Regions from separate parts of the Canis lupus genome. Here region 1 is linked to region 2. The links are chromatin contacts, called in public Hi-C maps. All regions are on one chromosome and are shown on one strand. The core of a region is the stretch at or near the end of the contact, and the rest is flanking DNA. Distances in the headings are between cores, read along the strand shown.

What was found. Hi-C and Micro-C count contacts between places; a contact is called where the count stands out from the background.
Region 1: a Hi-C map of blood shows a contact between it and region 2, with 5 times the contacts expected there. The contact joins the enhancer-like site here to the promoter of COPS6 in region 2. A contact is called at or near these places in 4 of 9 Hi-C or Micro-C datasets (amygdala, blood and skin fibroblasts).

The regions. Positions count from the first base shown.
Region 1 is chr6:9,561,945-9,568,391 of UU_Cfam_GSD_1.0, forward strand. No RefSeq gene overlaps it. Among named protein-coding and RNA genes, the nearest start is that of AZGP1, 9.9 kb to the right of the region's middle. Within about 2 kb of position 3,732, at least 3 of the 20 cell types and tissues checked have an H3K27ac peak or open chromatin away from gene starts, as enhancers often do.
Region 2 is chr6:9,444,538-9,451,760 of UU_Cfam_GSD_1.0, forward strand. COPS6 (COP9 signalosome complex subunit 6) reads right to left here and starts at 5,096. Exons shown (of 10, transcript XM_038539327.1): 1 at 4,948-5,096; 2 at 4,601-4,726; 3 at 4,276-4,407; 4 at 3,860-3,948; 5 at 3,708-3,770; 6 at 3,354-3,401; 7 at 3,162-3,276; 8 at 2,976-3,068; 9 at 2,783-2,883; 10 at 2,418-2,676. The coding sequence starts at 5,071. The coding sequence ends at 2,536. It overlaps MCM7 (DNA replication licensing factor MCM7), which reads left to right. Exons shown (of 15, transcript XM_038539315.1): 13 at 1-165; 14 at 899-1,008; 15 at 1,175-1,547. The coding sequence ends at 1,376. MIR106B (microRNA mir-106b) reads left to right here and starts at 259; the gene lies at 259-317. MIR93 (microRNA mir-93) reads left to right here and starts at 481; the gene lies at 481-541. It also overlaps MIR25.

The DNA.
Region 1 (6,447 bases), core at 2,482-4,981, 120 kb after region 2:
GGTACTCAAAGGTCCAGGGAAGCCGGCTGTCTCTCAGCAGGTGCTGTGAACCTAGGAGGCACCTGTGGGACAGCCTAAGGCCAGGTTAATGAGGTGTAGAGAAGTGAGAACAGTGTGTGTATTGAAATTATTTGGGGGTCTCCCTCTTGCTCCCACATTTCAAGTATTAATGTACAACTATTAATATTTAATTTTCCAGCCAGGCTGGAAAATTCATTCATTAGCTTAATGAATTCATTCATTCATTTCATTCATTAGCTTAATGAAATTGTCTGCCTGGATGGTCCCTAAGCAACCTGGGAAACATTTCACTTTTGCTTTGGGCTTCTTTCTTCTTCTTCTTTTAAATTTAATTTGTTTGTTTGTTTGTTTAAAGTAGGCTCCACACCCAACATGGGACTCAAACTTACAACCTGCAATCAAGAACTGCATGCTCCACTGACTGAGCCAGCCAGGTACCCCTTGCTTTAGGCTTCTTGTCTCCTCTAATTGGCCCTGTCTCAGTTTAAGGAAAGGCCGTTTCAGAACTCTGCACATGGGGTACATGGGTGGCTCAGTCAGTTAAATGTCTGCTCTCAGCTCAGGTCATGATCCTGGGGTCCTGGGATCCAGCCAGCGTTGGTCTCCTGCTCAGTGGGGAGTCTGCTTCTCCCTCTGCCCCTCCCTCTGCTTGTGCTTGTGCTCATTCTCCCTCTTAAATAAAATCTTTTAAAAAAAAGATTTATTTATTTATTCATTCATTCATTCATTCATTCATGAGAGATAGAGAGAGAGAGAGAGGCAGAGACATAGGCAGAGGGAGAAACAGGCTCCCTGCAAGGAGCCTGATGTGGGACTCGATTCCTGGGCCCCGTCCAAAGGTAGAAGCTCAACTGCTGAGTCACCCAGGTGTCCTCCAACCCCCCCTCTTTTTTTTTTAAAGGAACTCTGATCATTTATTTCAATACTACACCCAGGAATGTCTCAAATGGGAGAACCTGTGTGGTGGCAGGCTTTATCAGTTAGGATATAGGTTTGACTGTTGTCAATGAGACTCCAAAGGAGAGTGGCTGAAGCAAGACAGAGGGTTATTTTTCTCATGTTTGTAAAGTCTGGATTTGGGTGGTTCAGGGCTGGGCTGGTGGCACTGGCACTTGGGACCCTGGTTGCTTCCAGCTTTCTGCTCCACTCTCCCCAGGGTGTGGTTCTCAGCATCACAGAGTGCGACAGAGCTCCAGGCACCGCATCCACTCCCAAGGAGCAGGGTGAGGAAGACCGGAGGAGGAAGGAGGGCTCACCCCTTCCCTGTAAGGGCCTGATCTGGGAGCTTCACAGAACACTTCTGATGTCTTGAGCAGTAAATGAATTAATACAGGTAGAGTTCTGAACAGTACCTGGCTTAAGAAGGCCTTTCAGTAATAATAACCATGATAGTAATATGGCTGATATTTTTAAAAGATCATTTATTTGAGAGGGAGAGAGAGCATGTGTGAGTGGCAGGGGAGGGGCAAAGGGAGAGGGAGAGAGAGAATTTCAAGCAGACTCCCTACTGAGCTTGGAGCCTGATGGTGGGCTTGATCTCCTGACTCTAAGATCATGACCTGAGCTGAAAGCAAGAGTCAGATGCTTAACCAATGGAGCCACCTTGTAACTAATAATTTTTGAATGTTTATTATGTACCTGCCATTAAAGAGTGTTACCTGTGTTGGCCCACTTAACCCTCATCACATTCTGGGGTATGTACTACTGTTATTTTACAGACAAGAAAACTGATGTAGAGAGGTCACACAGTTATAAATAGCAGAACTTCCAGTCAAAATCGTTCAATCTTATTCCAGAGTCTGCTTACTTAGCCAGTAACCCATACTAACTCACAAGTACGCTGTTTTGTGTGTGTGTGTGTGTGTGTGTGTGTATATATATTTTTTTTTGGAGAAGGGTTTAGTATTATATTAAGAATTTATTCCTATATCTAAAGACAAATTGTTCTCAGGCCACTGCAGCCTGGCTTGTGTTTGCTTCTCCAGACCCCTTACACAGCCTGGGTAGAGAGGAAGTCTGAACAGGACATGGGATATATCGGAGACCTGGAGTCAGGAGGGCTGGGAGAAATTGGATCCCGAAAGAGAAATGGCAAGTACCAGATTCAAGGCCTAAGGTGGGGAACTCTCTTGCAAACAATAATCTGTATAAATCAAGACACCCTGATCAACCCCGAGGAAAACATCTACTCATTCTTGGATATTTTATTTATATTCCTTTTAAAGCGATCATGCTTGGGTTTCTTTTTTTTCTTTACTATTTCCCACCTATTTGTTGTTGCTATATAGGAAATCTATTGATCTTGTATATTTGCTGGCCACCCACATTTCTGAACTCTTTTATTTCAGGGAATTGACCATTGATTTTCTTGAGCTTTCTAGGAGGGAAGGCAGAGCATCTGCTAATCAGTGTCATTTATTTCGTGATTGCTAGTATTTGAACTTCTCATTTCCTCTTGTCTCAAGGAATTAACTTGGGAGTTCCAGGAAAATATTGAATAATTGTGGAAATAGGGATTCTAGTCTTATTCATGAGATTAGTGGGAATGTGCTATTGTTTTGTTAAGTGTGGTAACTGCTTTTTAAAACATTATATCATTTTTTTCTTATCTGGACTTTCTTTCTTTCTTCTTTCTTTCTTTCTTTCTTTCTTTCTTTCTTTCTTTCTTTCATTGTATATGTATATTTTTATTGGAGTTCGATTTACCAATATATAGTATAACACCCAGTGCTCATCCTATCATATTTTTTTCAAGTGTCACAGAAACTGTTGGCTGCTTACCCCCAAATAATCGCCCTCCTTCTTGTGTGCTAAAAAATGCCCTCTGATTTTGACAAGAATTGGCAGAAAACTCTTAATCTAACGGAAGGGACCCAGCTGTGGCATGTACACCGAAAATGGCTCTGGTCAGTGAGATGTATAGGGAAGTCAGAAAGGGTGGGTGTATGTGTCTTCCTAGGAAGGTTTCCCTCCACGATAAAGAGCAGGAACTGTAGGGGGAAGAGGATTTCCTAATGGTCTCAGGACCATGCTTCTGGGCTCTGAGCTGAATTTGTGAGGACACTGTCCTGACACCTGCTGCAGTTATCTTTCTGACCAGTAGGTGAGCGACCAAACTCCATAGAGACGCTGGCCCAGAACTCCGAGAAATCCCTTGTTTGAACCATCTGCAGTCAAGGATGCTGTTCCTTGCAGCTGAGGGGAGTTCCTAAATGCCACATTTGTCAAGGAAGCCTCCATCTGTCACCAGTTTACTGTTTTTGCCTGACGTAGGAATTAGGAGTTGCAGTTCAAAGCCAAAAGCGAGCCCTTGAACCAGAGCAGGTGAGAGCGAGGAGTATCGAGTCAGGACTGAAGAAGGGAGCAAATCAATTTTGGGCAGTCACGGGCAGGAGGAGCAGATCCAAGGATGCTTCAGGGAAGCGTTCGGTTGGATCTTTTGAGCTTGGGCCACCTGGGTTCCATCCTCTCCCTAGCCAGCTCTTAGTTTAGGAATGATCGAAAGCAGTTATTCACCTGCCAGGTAGAAAGCATTTCTGCTTCCTGGAGCTCTGCTTTTTATCGGGGATGTAAATCCAGTGGCCTTAGCTTCCTTGGTTCCAGGGGAGCGCGTGCATTTCCTGGCGCTCAGGCGGGAGGAGACCCCGCCCAGGTGAGCACGATCAGCCTGCACCTTTGCCTTTGGACCACGATGGGGGCGCGCGGGGGCGCCAAAGCTGCGTGGGGAGGGCCCCGGAGGAGGGTCTGGAAGGACTACCTCCTCCGAGGGTGGGCAGGCACCGTGGGGCCAGGTAACGGGAGGATGCGCAAGTGGGGCGTAACTGAGACCCTCGCTTGAAGCTCGGGCTAGAGGGAGAGAAGGCGGAGGTCTGAGCTGTGAGAGCGAGGAAGGACACAGAAAGGAGTAGGGCGGATTGGTTTGGAGGCTGGTTCTGGGTGGGGGTGGGAGTGGGGGAGCTACCCTGGGAACCAGCGCAGGGACTGGGAGTACCAGAAATACTATTCTACTATTCCGGGTGGGTCATCTTGAAAATTCTTCCTCGGATGAGAAGCAGGAAGCTGCCAGGTGCTCCAGCAGTAGGGATCAGTGGGGCTGAGGCTGGGGGCCTGTGTGCGACAGGACAGCCTGCAGAGGGGCGTGCTGCCGGGAAGTGACTCAGATCCACTTGGGATGCGAATATGAGTCGTGTCCCCCTCCCCGCCTCCCCCCCCGCCACCCCCCCCACCCCCCCCCACCCCCCCCACCCCCCCCACCCCCGCCCAGCCGGCCCCAGCTCATATCTCACCCATCAGCAAACTCAAGGCTTATCAGGTCCATCTACAAGTCCTGGAGGCTTGATCTCCAGAATACACCCTGAACTCTTGCTGCTTACTACCTTTGCAGCTGCTACCATACCAGTCCAAGTCCTTCCCTAGACTTGTATCTAGTCTTATTTCCGCCCTTGTGTCATCATTGTCCCTTCCTCACAAAGCAGCCAAAGGGATGTTTTAAAAACCTAACACAGGGATGCCTGGATGGCTTAGTCGGTTAAGCATCTGACTTCTGCTCAGGTCATGATCCCAGGGTCCTGGGATCCACCCCTACATGGGGCTCCCTGCTCAGTGGGGAGTCTGCTTCTCCCTCTCCCCCTCTCCCTGCTCTTGTATGCTCTTTCACAAATAAATAAATAAGATCTTGGAAAAAAAAACAAACCTAAAGCAAATCCTATCACTGTCTTGGTTAAAACTTACCAGGTGTTGTCATTTGCAGTAGAAACTCCTCCCCAAAGCAAAGCCCTGCACAGTTAGACTGCTATCTGCCTTTTCAACATCTTCTTTTATGACTCTTTTCCTGTTCATGGCGCTCCAGCCCACTGGTCGTTATTCTGCCTTTTAAACACCATGCCTCTTCCTGCCCTGGGGACTTGGCATTTGCTGTGTCCTCTGGCCCAAATGCTCTTCCCCTAGATATTCCCATAATTGATTCCTTTGCTTTCACATGGAAAGGAACAAAGAGGAGAGTGGTCTGGGATGCTGAGGTAGCGTGGATGTTGGCTTCATTCAGTTTCTTTCTGGAAATCTTCCCTGATGTTCCTGAGAGGCATCTCAGCATGGAAGGAGAATATATTGGAATTAGTGATCACAGCCGTGGTCACAAGGAGCAGGTAAGGTCTGCGTTGAATCTTGACAGAGGGTATTGTTTCAATAAGCAGAATTGGGGTAAACTCCATGCAGAAAGCAGTGGTACCTATTTGTTCTGCTTGGTCTTCAGTGCTTATGAGAGTACCAAGCAGAAAATAAATACTCAATATAAAATTCTGGAGTGAATGCACTAATAAATGAATAAAGGAAATAGAAAGAAAACTCTAAATGTATCTGTTTGTCAAGTTCTAGTGACAAGCCAGGTTGAAAAAGCAGCATTAAGCCAAACTGAAGAGGCCCTTAACAGAGACTAGGGTTAAGTCTTGTATCCCATTGCCATCTCTCCTGACTAAATCTGAGCCCTCCATCCCTGCAGTCTTGCTGGTGAACTATCCCCAGAGGAATCTTCAAGAGAGACAAGGTAGTACTAAGTGACTGAGGAATTGCCAAGAAGGGGACAGTCTGTGGCAGTGAGGTCCTCCTGGGGTGAAGCATCCTTAGAGTATACTTGAACTTGGTACTACCGGCAGGAGAATATGTTGCTGGTTCTCTGTTGGGTGGGCAGGAGGTGCTTGTGGACAGATCCATGTTTGCTCTCCTGGGCCCTTATACTCCCTGGTGTGCCTGGTAATGCCCACAGCACAGTCCAACCCTCAGTCGTGTCCCTTGTCAGGCCCCTGTGGCTCTCCCCTCAGCCATCTCATGCTTGACTGGTCAGGAACAATCTTTTTACCTCTCCTTGGCCAGCTGTCTTGGCTTTCACTCCTTCTCTGGAATCTGAATCCCTCCAGAAGTTTCTGTGAGTGTCTGAGTGGCTCTGTGTCCCTCTCCCCCTTCCCCTCCAGTTGGGCAGGACTGGGGTCTTCTGAGGTTCCCTCCTCTGGCCCAACCCTAACCCATGTATCCTGTCACAGGGGAACGGGAATCACATTCTCCTCATCCTGGCCTGTTCCTGTGGACTTTGGGTTTCCTTATCGATCTGACATTCTTTTGCTGTCATGTGGTTTTCCTTATTTGTTCAGTGTCATGTGTTTTGAAATATCACTGGGTATATTTTTCCCTCTTGACTATCTGGATTGTTTTCTTCTGCAGCTTCTACTGTTCAAACAGGCCTTTTTTTTTTTTTTTTTTTTTTTTTTTGGTCCCAGAAGAATGGAATGGAATGTGGATTTCACATAGACTTTCTCAGCTTTGATTTCCAAACTGGGTCAAAGTATCAAAAATAAAAAGTAGAACCTTTGAATTTAGGCTTTCAAGAAAGATAAGGGTCAGCTCAGAATTCTGAATGCTGGGGATGATTTCCTT
Region 2 (7,223 bases), core at 3,846-6,345:
TATATCTCCATGTGCCGGGAGAAGCAGCCCACGGTGCCTGAGTCCCTGGCCGACTACATAACAGCAGCATATGTGGAGATGAGGCGAGAGGCTTGGGCCAGCAAGGATGCCACCTACACATCAGCCCGGACGCTGCTGGCCATCCTGCGGCTGTCCACCGCCCTGGTGAGCGTGGTGGGGGGGGGCCATCCGCTGCTTACCGGGCCCCCGCCTGCTCCGCCCCAGGCCGCCTCCCTCCCACTCAGGCCCTGCCGGTGCTAAAGTGCTGACAGTGCAGATAGCGGTCCTCCGTGCTACCGCACTGTGGGTACTTGCTGCTCCGGCAGGGCACGCACGGCGTTCCCGGAGGGAAAGGTCTGCGCCCACCGTTCCAGCCTCACCACGGGATGGACAGGGTCGCCTCCACTCCCTGGGACGTAGGCCCCTCACTAGAAAGCGGCCTTTGTGGCCGCACGCCTCGGACCTTAGTCCCGGGGGCTCCAAAGTGCTGTTCGTGCAGGTAGTGTGATTACCTGACCTACTGCTGAGCTAGCACTTCCCGAGCCCCAGGGATGCGACCTCTCTGCCAGTCGCCTTCTTGGCCGAGCTCCCCCTGCCCTGTCTGTCCCGCTGTGGGGGAGCCCCCGGGGGGAGCTCAGAAGGGTCTGGTCTCCCTCCCAGGACAGCTGAACCCCGGGACTGGCCAGCGTTGAGAGGCGGAGACTTGGGCAATTGCTGGACGCTGCCCGCGCATTGCACTTGTCTCGGTCTGACAGTGCCGGCCCCGCACTGCAGCTGCTGGGCGGGGGGTTCTCCTCTCAGGGTTGGGGGTGCCTGGCTTCCAGCCACAGCGAGGGGGGCTCCCTGACTTGCTTCCATTCCCTCCTCCCGTTCCCATCTCTCCCTACCTTCCCCGCAGGCGCGTCTGCGGATGGTGGACACAGTGGAGAAGGAAGATGTGAATGAAGCCATAAGGCTAATGGAGATGTCAAAGGACTCCCTTCTGGGCGACAAGGGGCAGACGGCGAGGTGAGTGGTATGAGCGGAGAAGGCAGCAGGAGGTGCCTTGACTTTCTCGAGCAGACTAATCTTTATCTTTACAGATTCTGCATCCACACGGAGGGGGGATGTTGGCCTCAGATCCTAACACTGGCCTGGGGTCCTTTGCTCTTACACAACACCCATGCTCTTCCAGGACCCAGAGACCCGCAGATGTGATCTTTGCCACTGTCCGGGAGCTGGTCTCCGAGGGCCGAAGTGTGCGGTTCTCAGAAGCGGAGCAGCGCTGCATATCCCGAGGCTTCACGCCTGCCCAGTTCCAGGCGGCTCTAGATGAGTATGAGGAGTTAAACGTCTGGCAGGTTAATACTGCCCGGACACGGATTACTTTTGTCTGATTCCATCCAGCTTGTGAGGCATTGGGGTCCCCCCTTGTGCTGACCCACCCCTCCCTCAAGAGACCTCATGATGCCTTTGAGGGGAAAGGAAGACCCCCCCCTTTTCTCCTGAGCTGCACTTGTTTTATTCTTGCTAATAAAGTGTTTGTAGATTGCTATATTCTATTCAAACAGGGTATTATGGGTTTTCTAGAGTCTCGTTCCCTTCAGTGTCTTACCCCATATACTCCATAAATTTACGGAGTTAAAGCGCCCACTCTGCCTGCCAGGAACTGATCCTCCCTACTGTGCCCCTGGCCTATATATAGGTCCTGTGTGGAGATCATATCTGCAGTAGATCTCCAGTCCCCCTGGGCCTACTGTGCCCCCACCCCCTGGCTCTGGAAAGCCTCTGAACCAACACCTCTCCTTTTCTACTTGTTGAAATGCCTCAATGCTCATATCTTCCTTTATCCCCAACTCCTACTCTAAAGCTCTGTCTAGGGGCGATGATGGGACTGGAGGGTGGCAGGTGGAGATGGAACAACTGGCACACATAATTGTATATACCAGTCCCTTTAAAGTATGGGCTCTGCCTCCTAGTGTTGAGGGGTGCTCCTGGGTCGGGTGTGGATAGATAGTGCTGTAGTAAGCACTCCGTAAACATTAGCAAAGAAGACAAAGAGAACCTCTCCCTCTTGGCAATAAATCATGCCATGGGATCAGAGCTTTTGGGCAGTCCTACACAGAAATGAAAATACTCCTCTGCACTTGGTGAAAAAGACTTGAATTCACTTAGCCTGGAAAAGCAGTCATTTGTCAAGTGTATATGGTTGGTCTCTGCACTGGGAGACATTAGAGAACAGAGCTCGCCTGGGTGGAAGCAGGCAGCCTTTGGCCCAGTATAGATGCATCCACCTGACAGGACGGGGTCACCTCAAGTGGCAGAGAGTTCCCAATCAGGCTGTCCTGCCGAGCAAGGCTGGAACCAAGGGCCTCCTTTCAAGATCCGAGTTGAGAAAGCCGTGTGGTGCCCAACAGAGAGGACAGAGCCACTGCAAGGGGTGCTGAGGGGCTGCTCCTCTTTTATTATCAACAGGAGGTTTCTCTAAAGGGAGTGTGATGCCCCTCCCCTGTGGGACCACTGTCCAACCTGTGCATCGTCCCTTCAAGTACCCTCTCAGAAGAAGAGCCCCCGCATCCGCCTGCCGATGCCTTGTCGGTCATAGAGGACGTTGAACTTGTTCACAAACTGGTTCATGGTGTTGCAGGTTTTGGTAATGGTGCCAAGGTAGGCCATGAGCCCCACGTCATTGCATTGCTGGAAGGAACAGAAAACCAGTTGCCCAGGGAATGTCTGAGTCCCGGGTCCTGCGTGCAGACATGATGTACAAACCCCACGTCCCCAGCCTGGGTTTTAGACTCACATCGTAAAAGTCTGTCTTGAACTTGTCTGTACTGAGCACAGGGAGGCAGTGACACAGAGCATAGGCCTCCCGCAGGATCTCATGGTTAAAGGGAACCTCTCCTAAAGGCACAGAAGGACTGCATTAATGTGGATGAGGTCACCCTCAGGAGTGAGAAAAAGTGGTAGGCGTGCCAGGGAGACGCCTGTCCTACCCGCTTCAGAGGCCTTGACATATTCCAAGATGAGCTTGACCCGGCTGTGCAGCATCTTAATGGCACTGTGTTGTGCTATCAGGTGTTCGGCCACTGGGGGGAGACAGGGAGAGGCCAAGGTTGAAAACGCACCTGGCCACGCTTTCCACCCCCCACTGCTGAGGAAACACCTCCAGTCTTCCTTACCTGTGGAGTTCTCGCCGCTGCCTGTGGCTGTCATTCGGGCCACGTGGTCGACGCCAATGCGTTCAGCTTCCTCTGTGGCCAGAGTGTAGGTCAGTTCCGCAAACAGCATCGTGGCCTACAGGGCACAAAAGCAGAGTCAGGAGCAGGAAAGGCCAAGGAGCAGGACCGCGGGGTTGAAAGGCAGGGCATTACCTCTCCATTGATTATATCGATGACAGACTCAAAAACACTGACGGGAAGCTGTAAAGCAACGGGAGACAGCTCTTACATCAAGTGCACCTGGGCTACCGTACTGGCTCTTCTGCAGATTTTCCCAATCTTCCCAAGGGCCCACTGAAGTAAGGCTAACCCCCACCTTATACATAGGGCAAAAAGCAGTTCTGAGATTAAATGATTAACCTAAAGTCACACAGCTGCTGAGCGGAGAATTCACCTCAAGTGAAGATTCAGCCCAACAGAGATGTAAAGCACAGCAGGGGAGGAGGGTAAGATTGTCATGCTTGTCCAGCACCGTGCCTAAGTGGGCATGGGGTCAGTATTACTCACATCTGTGTGCTTGGTCATAGGATTCAACTTAAGAAAGAGAGGGCTCTCGATGATCTCGCACACCTGGAAGGGAATGGGGATGTGGGTGTCAATGCCCATCTTTCCTCCCCTGCTCAAGCCCTGCCCCAGCATGCACCAGCATGCATGTGTACCTGCTTGTGGACGTGGATGTCAGAGGGGTCAGGCGGCCCCCCGGTGGTATACCAACCCAAAAACTCCAGCTCCTTGAACACCTGTTTGACTGCAGGGGAAAGAGCACAGGGTATCATTCTTTAAATCACCCTCCCTTCATTGGAAACTCCTGGTATATTTTTCATCAGCTTCTCCCCTCCCCGCTCAACTCCTGGCTCAGTTCTCAATAATTAGTCCCTTCTATCTTCTCTCATCTATTACTGTCTGGGGGGTGGGTACCTAAACTGTTCCTTTTCTGAGATCCTTTGTGATACTCTCCTCACACAAACACAGTTCTTGTCCCATTCTCCTATTTTTCCCCATCACTCTCCATCTTCCCCACTCTGCCTTTGTTTCTCACTCCCACTCCTCACCCCCGAGTCTATCCCCCTCTCACACTGCTCCTCCTTGGTGTAGTAATACTCCTTGTCAATGATAATCTTCTCCTCCACGGTGTGGGACAGCAGCTCAAAGGAGTTCATCACCTCGATATTTCTGCCCTCCTGCTTCCCGATCAGCGCCCCAATCACTGGGGGAGAGAGCGACACGGAAAACAGGAGGGTTAAGAATCCGGTCCCTGGGTCGAGGTCAGTGGGAACGCAATGCTGGAGACACGGTGACCTGGGGAGGGGGGACTGGCCTCAGGAAGGGCGGGGGCAAAGACCCCTACTTGGGGCAGGTGACCAAGGAGAGGAGGTTGGAGATTGACGCCCAGCACGCACCCTGCATAGGCCGCCCCTCCTGGGAGCGCATGCGAATCCAATGGTCTGAAATGTTGAGAATGACGAGGGGATGAAGAGCGACGGAGACGCTCCCCGTCACGCCGGAGGCCATCACGCTGGGGACTACTGAGGGTGGAGGAAAAGGAGGACGAGTGAGCGTCGGGGCCGCACGTTCTGCCCCGGAGCTGCGAGCGGGAGACGGCAGAGCCGGAGCCATACATCCCTCCCGCAAGTTAGTCCAGGGGGCGGGATCGCCGTCCCGACTGCTGACTCCTCCCGGGAGTCCAGGGGGGCCTTGTCGCTCCCCGGGGGGCGTCACCAGAGGCCGCCTCCGCGAGGCCCGTTACCTGCCGCATCCACCTCCATCCCGCTGCTCCCTCCAGTCCCGTTCGCCGCCGCCGCCATTTTCCCCGCGCCCGCCAGCCTCGGCCCCGCCCCCTCCCCGTCGGCTTCCGTAGGCCAGCGGCGCATGCTCAGTGGGCGCGGGGCCTCGGCGGGTGGGGCGGGCGGCCCCGGAGCGGGTGGACTTCGGAAGACCGGGTCCGCCACGCGCTTGCGGCGGTGACAGATCTGGGACAAATTACTTCACCCTGCGCGCTCCCAGCCTTACCGTCCTCGTCAGTAAAACTGGGATAAAACGGCCCAGTTCCTAAGACTGTTGCAGAATTAATGAAGAACCACGTTATTGCCCTCAGAACAAGATCCGCGCCCGGGCCATGGCGTGCAAGGCCCCGCAGGGTCAGGACCCTGCCTGCCACCCGGCCCTCGGTCCTCGTGCTTCAGCCGCGCCGGCTCCCCTGGCAGTTCCCTTCGTATGCCCCACGCCCACGTGCGGGCCTCTGCCGCGTCCAACCCGACAGCCAAGGACCTAAATAGGTATTTCACTGAGTGGATAATCTGAGGTGAAACCTGGTCGCGAATGGTTCACCGGCGTGTCCTTTCCTCCTTGCAAATACCGTATTACCTACATACTAGGAACGTGCCCAGCACTCCAGCCCTTCCCGGCCTCCCTCTATCCTCCATCTCCAGCAGCCTTTCAAAACTCGCTTGGGACAAACCCAGCCCACTCCGACCCCTCCCCACTCCTACGCCCAAGCACGTCGCTGTGCACTGCGTTTACTCCCCCTTGCTCCCCTACCCATTTGTCTAGCTGGTTCTTTCAGTGTATGCCTGTGCCACATCCAAAGTGAAAGCTCTCAGAAAGCAGGTGAAGACCTGTGCCTTGAGCCTGCAGAGCCCACTCCAGTGCCCGCAACCAGCAGGTACCAGGAAATGTGTTCCAGTTTCCTTCAGTTCCAGTGTTTTAGCAGCATCTTCAAATCTTTTTCTTTGTCCCTCTGTTTCTGTAGTCACATCGCCTTGTGCGATAAAACCCCTCCTTGCTTCTTTCTTATAAAGACACCTGGCATTATATACAGTGCCCACTGGGATAACCCAGGATAATCTCCCCATCTGAAGATCCTTAATCATAAATCCACGATAATCTCCCCATCCGAAGATTCATACTTCAATCAGATCTGCAAAATCTCTTTTTCCCTGTAAAGTAACATTCACAGGTTCCAAGGATTGGGACCTGGCTGTATTTGGGGGCCACTGTTCAGCCCGCCATAGCACACGCAGCCCACTGTGGGGGAGCTGGAGAGCAGCACCCTCAATCAAATGGTCATTGTCTTTATGATCCAGAATTATGTCAGTCCATGAAGAGAATCCTGGTGGCCGAAATAAAATTAAGTTGGAGTTTGCTAGGCTCCCTTTTGCCTGCAACCAGGATGGCCTGGGGTGGGTATGGGGTGGGGAGAGGGAGGACAGGGAGAAGTGTCATTCCAAGGAATGGTCAGGGCAAAATCTTTAATTTTCAGAACAAGTCTAGAAAGCCCTCCTTCCATCCTGATCAGTACCCTCTGGTCAAGACCAACCAGGAGGAGACAAACACATTCAGGGGACAGCCACATTTAGCAACCAGGATGCCTTACTAAGGTCCGTGGACCAAGAGGAAGTAAGAGAAGTAGGAATGATTTGGAGGACGTCGTTCCAGCCCTTGGCACTCAGATGCTGTGGATGGCAGGGAGCATAGAATGTCCATCTGACACCTTAACTACTGACCCATTGTTAGGTAGATTTTGTGAGAAAGAGTTTTGTGCACCCCAATGTCAGACTGTAGATGGTCTGCAAAATTGAAAACATGACACATCTTAGTTTCAAGGGCCATAATGATGTGGCCTCAATCAGGGGACCAGACTAGACTGTACAGGGACATCAGCACCAAGAGAGCCTCTAGAAGGTGTCAAAGGTTCAATGGAGTTGATTTAAGCACGAGAGGGAGCTTCTGGACAGTGCAGGCTTGATCAGCATCTTAAAAGTGCTGGCCTTATCAGAGACCAGGTCCCCGCCACAGGCATGCGCACGAGTGACTCAACTGCCAGAGCCAAGGTGTGTTCACTGCCCCAAAGCATGTGCCTATAATCTTCCCTGTCATTTCAAGTGGCAAACCAGGCAGCCAGGCCACTGGCCAACAGCCCAAGTCAGTGAAATGTAACTAGGCTCCTGGGGCTCGGGGTGGGGGGGTGGGGAGGACTACTGGCCTGATTTATGATGAGAACAGCTTTGAGTTCTGCCCACTGAG